Linked DNA regions of Mus musculus: region 1 is linked to region 2. The links are chromatin contacts, called in public Hi-C maps. All regions are on one chromosome and are shown on one strand. The core of a region is the stretch at or near the end of the contact, and the rest is flanking DNA. Distances in the headings are between cores, read along the strand shown. Region 1 has its middle 69 kb from the start of Lonrf2. Region 2 overlaps Aff3 (AF4/FMR2 family, member 3).

The links. A called contact is a pair of places that touch in the nucleus more often than the background predicts.
Region 1: a Hi-C map of uterus shows a contact between it and region 2, with 4 times the contacts expected there. The contact joins two enhancer-like sites. A contact is called at or near these places in 9 of 39 promoter capture datasets (the C10 cell line, the HPC-7 cell line, cranial neural crest and 6 more), 2 of 15 datasets of contacts at CTCF or cohesin (embryonic stem cells and large pre-B cells), 29 of 484 Hi-C or Micro-C datasets (the C10 cell line, CD8 T cells, the G1E-ER4 cell line and 16 more), 12 of 115 datasets of contacts at active chromatin or transcription factors (DN3 thymocytes, bone marrow-derived dendritic cells, craniofacial prominence and 7 more) and 1 of 9 other capture datasets (embryonic stem cells).

Annotation. Positions count from the first base shown.
Region 1 is chr1:38,765,881-38,769,429 of GRCm38.p6, forward strand. No RefSeq gene overlaps it. Among named protein-coding and RNA genes, the nearest start is that of Lonrf2, 69 kb to the right of the region's middle. Within about 2 kb of position 1,556, at least 71 of the 459 cell types and tissues checked have an H3K27ac peak or open chromatin away from gene starts, as enhancers often do. A contact at or near this core is called in the G1E-ER4 cell line and uterus, where this site is marked.
Region 2 is chr1:38,240,716-38,244,120 of GRCm38.p6, forward strand. The region is part of intron 10 of Aff3 (AF4/FMR2 family, member 3); the gene reads right to left. All of the region lies in intron 1 of Gm16150 (a long non-coding RNA gene), which reads left to right. Among named protein-coding and RNA genes, the nearest start is that of Gm16150, 23 kb to the left of the region's middle. Within about 2 kb of position 1,981, at least 40 of the 459 cell types and tissues checked have an H3K27ac peak or open chromatin away from gene starts, as enhancers often do. A contact at or near this core is called in the G1E-ER4 cell line and uterus, where this site is marked.

The sequences.
Region 1 (3,549 bases), core at 306-2,805, 520 kb after region 2:
AAGGCCGTCACACACAGACTTGGAGTGGCTACTGGGCTATTGTTACAGTTTCTTGAGGTGCTGAGTTACATGTCAGTAGACTTCAGTCATTTTTCTAGAATGAGTTTGAAAGCAAACAAAATAAAATGGAGAGTCTATCAAAAGTGATTTTGAGTAATTGTATAAGACATAAATGTTATACCACTAGCACCAACAGAATCAAGCGCTTCTTTTTTCTTTCTTCCTTCCTTCCTTTCTTTCTTCCTTTCTTTCTTTCTTTCTTTCTTTCTTTCTTTCTTTCTTTCTTTCTTTCTTCCTTCCTTCCTTCCTTCCTTCCTTCCTTCCTTCCTTCCTTCCTTTTTCTCTTCCTTCCTTCCTTTCCTTTTTTCTTTTAATGAAGCTGCCAACTAAGTTGAAAATCCTTTTCATCCTAGCTGCTGCACAGGAGGATGAATGAGGTGAGCTGAGAGCCCCAGCCGCAGACACCACAGACCCAGCAGACACTTCCCAGTAGCAGCACTCCCTGGGGATGCTATTAGTGTCCTGGGTTCTTGTACAGCGAGGGAGACAGGAGAGACTGATTACTATTCAGATCAGCCTCCAGGCCAAGACTGTCTGGAGCTGGCATCTCAGGTAAGTAAAAGGCAGACACTGTGGGCTCAGCACACCCTACACATACACACACACACACACACACACACACACACACACACACACACACTCCGGAGTTGAAAAGGCACAGCTGCTTCTCCAGTGTGTGTGGCTGATTTCTGGGAAACGCCTCTGGCCAATCCCCTCACCAACAAAATAAAAACAACAAACAAACAAACAAACAAAGCCCCGAAGGATGCATATTTGCTGTTTTGCTCTCTCAGCATCCTTTCCACAGCTACCATTCATGACCCCACCTCTATCAAGAGGTCTTCAAGACCTTTCGCTTGTCTTCTGGGAGAGGGCCTCTTACACTGTGACACTGTCCACCCAACTCATCAGGAAAGAATGGACAGCGGCAGCAAGGTCGCTGGCTCTCAAGGGTCAACACAATCCATCAAGTCATTTAAAGTGAGTCCTTGTCTCATACAAAATCCCATTTCCTTGAGTATCAACCCAGCTTTATCTAAACCTCCATCTTCAAGCTGGCTTGTAGGGAGCAGAAGGGCCGTGGTCCATGGGAGTTCAGCCCCCCTCCCCTCGGGAATGTCGGTCTGTGTAAGACTAAACCGTGCTGTATAAATCTTGTCCAGGAAAAGAAAGGAACGGTTGTGGGAGTAGAGTTACCCCAGCTGCTGGGGCCCCATGCGCATGCGCACAGCCCTGGGAGATCAGAGGGGAGCCAGACCGATTGATTCCTGGCCCACAGCGCCCTGTGTGAAGCAAACCCTCCTCAGATTTCTAAGGTTTCCAGGAGGGCAGGTTGGATGGGAGCCTTGCAGTGCTGAGGAGACTGAAGGATGCATTCTACCATGTGGCTCCAAAGATAAGTTGGGGGCGGCAGACTGGATAACAAGCTAGACTCCCTTCTACTTCTGATAAGATAGAGGGCCTCTGTCTTTGAACGTGTTATTAATACTCTGCTCAGTTCTGTGGCCAGTGGGAGAGCGGTGAGCCCGTTCCTTTCATCAGGGTAGCTAGGGCCTCCCCAGGGCTATGGGAGGGAGGTTATAGACAGAGCCCTGGGCCCACGATACCATTCAACATCTGGCTTCTTTCTTGGGCTCTTGGGAGTTTGTGCCCCCCCCCCTCCAAGCCCCAGCTTAGCCTTGAGGCTTCTGCCACAAATGTCTCCCTTGCTATGTAACCAGGTTTAATAAAACATGGATATTGTATAATAAATACTGCATTTTCATGAATCTGCCCGTGAGATCAAGTGCTGTGCTAGAAAATATTATGAAATATGTATCACAATCTCTTACAGCCTCCTCCGAGCATTTTATATAAATCGCTACCTGTCAGAAGGGTTTGTGGAGAGAATCGGGGACTCCATGGAAGGCCCACAGCTTTTCTCTGTTGCTATGAGATATTAATATATTAGCATAACGTTTTTAAAAATGCAAATCCGCCCCTGGTATTCATACACTCTGAGTGGCACCCTAAGAAACACGCCTTCCATCCACTTGAGCAATCACCGCTCCTGGCCCCAGCCCCGCTCCCTGCAAGACCCCTTGCCAAGCAGCAGCCAAAATCTGCTCGACAGTGCCCTCTACTGGCGGGGAATAAGAACTTGCTTCCTCCGCTGCGAGGCTCCTCTTTTTTAAAAGGGTCAGGATCACTTTCTCTGCATCTTCTCTCTCCTTACCTCGCCTTGTCTTCAAGTGAAAGAACTTGTTCTTTAGACCTAGTTAAGGGTGTCACGGACCCTCCTCCTCACACACGCCCGTATGCATCCCCTCTACATGCCCCCTTTTTGCTTTCTTGTGACTCGCTTGAGTTTTTCTGGGAAAACTCTTACCCATTTTCCAGCCTTTTCCCTTCCATTTAGAAGCCAAATACCAACAACAAACCCCAGGATTTTTTTTTTAATGCAAATTTTGTGTTGGTGATGTGAGAGTGCGCAGAGCATGTGCCTGTCTTTTGCCGCGGAGGGAAAAGCAGCATTGCTTCGGTGCCCTCCATATCTGAAGCTCTGGAAAGTTCCTAAAGAAGGTTTTTTTTCCTCCTCATTCTGCTTCTGAAGTGAAACCAACCCACAGCATTGGATGGAGATGCACTTTTGAATATACTGCTGTACTCAACCCGATTATTTTTCTGCTGACCTCCATAACAAAACCTGCTTTGCTGACGCTCTGGCCTAACTCACTGAGAACAGGGCATCCAGCTGTTTGCTAACTGTTCTAAAATGTTGCAAGTTACAATGTATTCCTGGTGTTCTGTCCACATGTGGCAAATTGTGATCTGAGTACTACCCAGTTCTCTGCTGAGGCCCACAGGTTTAGGGCCTCTCTGTGAACCCCCTGAGTTCTTCCTGGCTTTACTCCTAAGCCAGGACCTGACACAGAAGCCTGGTCTTTGCTCGGTGAAACCAGCATTGTGTTGAGTGTGAACCAACTGTGTTGCCCACATCACGGCTCCCTCAAACCTTTCTGTCTGGATGTTGAGTATGGATAGTCCATGAGAGCTGTCTCACAGATTTTCATCTTCATGTGCATGACAATCACACCCTGAGACTAGCAGGGGACTCAGTGAGCCGTCTCCCATTCTCAGGTGAAGGGTTCCAAAGTTCCATTCCAGACAATTCTACTAGAATCCAAGGAGTACTTCAGATTACCTGGTGATGAAGCCACTATCCCTGTCCTGTTCTTCGTCCCTCCCCCAGTTCTACAGGACACCGAATCGCTGAGGAAGTTACACCCTCCTCAGCCTTTGCCCTGCAATGGACGCGGAATGCTGCTAAACTAGGAGGGTGTCTCCTCAGAGCAGAACCTGCCAGCATGACTGTGGTGTGGGTTCATTCTGCTTTGATGGGCACCCAAACTAGACATTTGTGGGGGGGGCAAGCCTCTAGGTCTTCCATTCATACATATTTCCATGAAAACAGTGGATGAATCTTGATGGCTATTCAAGAATGAGAGT
Region 2 (3,405 bases), core at 731-3,230:
TATCTTCTGGGGCAGAGAATGGAGCAGCCCTCGTCCCCGTGTGAAGCACCCAGGCATGTGTTGTGTGTGATTCAAGGAGAGCTGAAATATGCATTGTTTTAAGAGATTAAGTAGGGTGGAGAGGAACCCGAACCCCGGGCAACCAGCCTGTGGTGAGGCAGACCTTCCCAGTCCAGGGCCACATATCCCCTGCAAACTGTGGACCCAGTAGGCACCACCCCTTTCTGTGTCCATTAACTTTGGGTGGCAAGTGACTCAACAATTTGAAGCTTCAGTTTCCCATATGCAAGATTTGGACACTAATGCATGCCGCAGAAGGCTGTCTGTTGATGACATGGCATGGTGACAGGAAGGTGCCCACGCATAGGCCCTGAGACATTCAGCCAGTATGGCCCCCCAGGAGGTCAGAGGTAACCTACCATCCAGAGAGGGAGAGTTAACAATGTGCTTTGTGCCCATCTTTTCTTGCACACAGGAACTCGTGTCCTTTCACAATTACATAAAATAGCTAGGACAGTGACTCAAAGAAAACCTGGCGCTCCTTCGTATGCTCTCTCCAGTGACTAACACCTCAATTTGCAGTGCTCATGGAGTGGTGTTATTTGCCTTGGCTCCTCTTAGGTCTAGGATCAGGCAAGCTGAACAGGGGAGACTTGTCTCCATTGAAAGATGAAGAGCTGTGACCTCAAGTGGCTCGCTGACTCCCTGGCTGTGAACAGGGGGAACAAAGCCAAGAAGAGGCAGTGTTGGGGAGCGGCAGGGTCTCCGACTCAGCCCAGGCAGGTCTTCAGAAAGCACTATTTGATTTGCTACACCAGGGCCAGCAAGCAGGCTGACCTGGCCTGTGATATTTAACAGGGGCCATGGCCTTGGTTAAGCAAGCCTGTTTCAACGTTTTAGCTGAACTGACTACAGTGAGCACAGTCACACTGGATTGATTCCCTCTCTCACGATGAGAGGGATAAAGAGCAGAATACTATGCAAAAGAAGACAGAATAATTGTAGTGAGTCCAAGGGGCAAGGCCGAGAAATGTACTTGGAATTTGGTAGATCAGATGGTTGTTCTAAAACATCTGGAATATACTCTGCGTGGTGTATCCTGAAGGGACATATGCTGCCCAGAGACTGTATGTTGCTTGCCAGGGTGAGGACATGATGTGGCTGCCAGACACTGGCCTAAGAACCAGCACAGGGCAGGGAGCTGGGCAAAGTGAGAAAGGTCAGGCTGTCCCAGCCATCGGGAGCACATTAACCTTCCCTGGCAGCAGGGCACTGTAGTGGCTCCAAATCACAGTCATCAAAGGCTAGCTAGCTAGTGCAAACAGCCAGCGCTCGGCCAAGGCTGTCTCAGCAAAGGATGAAAAAGAGCAGGTCCTTGGGAGGGGAGGACTTGGACAGGGGCAGGCCCTGAGTTCAGAGTAGCAGCTGGCTGGACAGTCAGGTCTCATGGCTGTGTGATTTTCAAGTTCAGAGAGACACTTGGCCAAAGGACAGTTCTGGAGAAGGTCCTGTGTGCCAGGCCAGTAAAGCCAGAGAAGAAGACTCTGTGGGCTTGGAGATGTAAAACAAAATCAAGCCAAAGGCACTGGGCCATGATTTAAATAAATAAACTCCCGTTATAAAGAGCTAGGTAGTTTGAGTTTTGAACAAGACACAAATGCAAACCAATGACCTCAGACTATCAAATGGCTAACATACCGTTCCAGATGTTTCTCTAACTGGCTTGCTGTGGCCCCAGCAGGTTCAGAAAACCACCTGTGCACTTAGGATGTAACATTTAAAAAGCTTTTCTTGTTAGATATATAATTGGTGAGTTGGGAAGATAGCTGAGTTGGTCAAGTGCTTGCCAGGTAAGCCTCAAGGTGTGAATTCAAATCCCAGCACCCATGCAAAAAAAGTCAGGAGTAGCTCTTATCTCAGCACCGGGGAGGCAGGGGAATCAACCCAGAGGCTGGGCAGTCAGCCAAGACAAACAGAATCCCAGGCTGGTGAGAGATTCTCATCGCTAAACAAGAGGTAGACAGCTCATGAGGTTGTCCCCTGGCCTCCACACACACGTGAACCCACACCCCCATATAATATGTTACTCTGTGGTCTCTTTTGGTTTTATCTCAATTTCCCAGAGCAAGGTCACTGAGACTGATAGCACAGGCCGAAGTTCAAGGCAGGCAGCAACTGTATGTTGCCATACTCACTAGTGGTCAGTTTAAACATTCTAAAATAACTGGCCCAGTAACTACCAATTAGTAACTCGTTCTCGGCGGGACAGTAAGTCTGTAATCAAAGCAGTTTGTCAACAAGGTACAGGCAAAAGTCTCTTTCAGAAATATATAATTGTAAAAAGTCTCTATTTTTCATTAGATAGCTGTGACACAGAAAACATGCTAATCACACAATAGCTTCCCCCCGCCCCAGCTTTTGCACTGAAGTGCCACATGTACTGTTTTGTGTCAAGTTAAATAAGAAATAAATAGGCTACAAACATTAGACATACAGAACATCCACTAGCCTTGGTTTAGAAGGGACAACCCCAAGGGTGTTAAAAGGCACAGGATATGCTGACCAAGTGACAAAGACTAAGCAAAAAATAATGTATAGGACTGGGATTTAAACTTAGCAAATGTCTGAGGATGTATTTGATAGGAAGAGGACGCAGTGTCGGATGACAATGTGTAGAAATGAGTAGTGTGGTCTAACTGCCCTGGCACTGAGGCGTGAGGACCTGGCTCCCTCTGCTCCCTTTGCACAGTCCTCAGAGCACAGTGATGCACCTGAACAAGGGTGACAATTGGTTGTGTTACTTCACAGTCACAGTGGCTGGGGGAGTAGGAGAGGGGTTGGCTCTGCTCTATCCCCAGTGCAGAAGGCTGGGGTCACTTCTAACTCTATCTGAGAATGAGGTACACAGTGCTTTGGTGGGAACCTTGGAACCTCAAACCCAGGAGAGGACACCGATCGCCTGCCCTATGGAGGAGAAAAGGCCACGTTGGTCAAAACTCTTGGAGCACCAACGCTTTCCCCAAATTCCCAACTCGACAATGCTTTCTGACTCAGTTCCTTTTCAGAGTCTGTGGTGTATATGTGTGTGTGTGTGTGTGTGTGTGTGTGGTGTGTACCCAATACAGTAAAACCAATTGTTTCTCATATACCTTACACACATATTCTGAAGGTAACTTGAGATGATGTTTTAGCCACGCACAGACCAGGTTTCCTAATAAACAATCTTCCACTTGTGGTGTTAAACCGGTGCTCCAGAAGTTCTGGTGTTAAACTGGTGCTCCAGAAGTTCTGGCTCTTGGAGCATTTTGCAACTGAGAATTTTTGGATTAGGGATCTCAGGCTGTATCTACAGAACTGTTCATTTTCTTTGTTAAGCTATAGATTTTTTAAATTACTATTATGTAA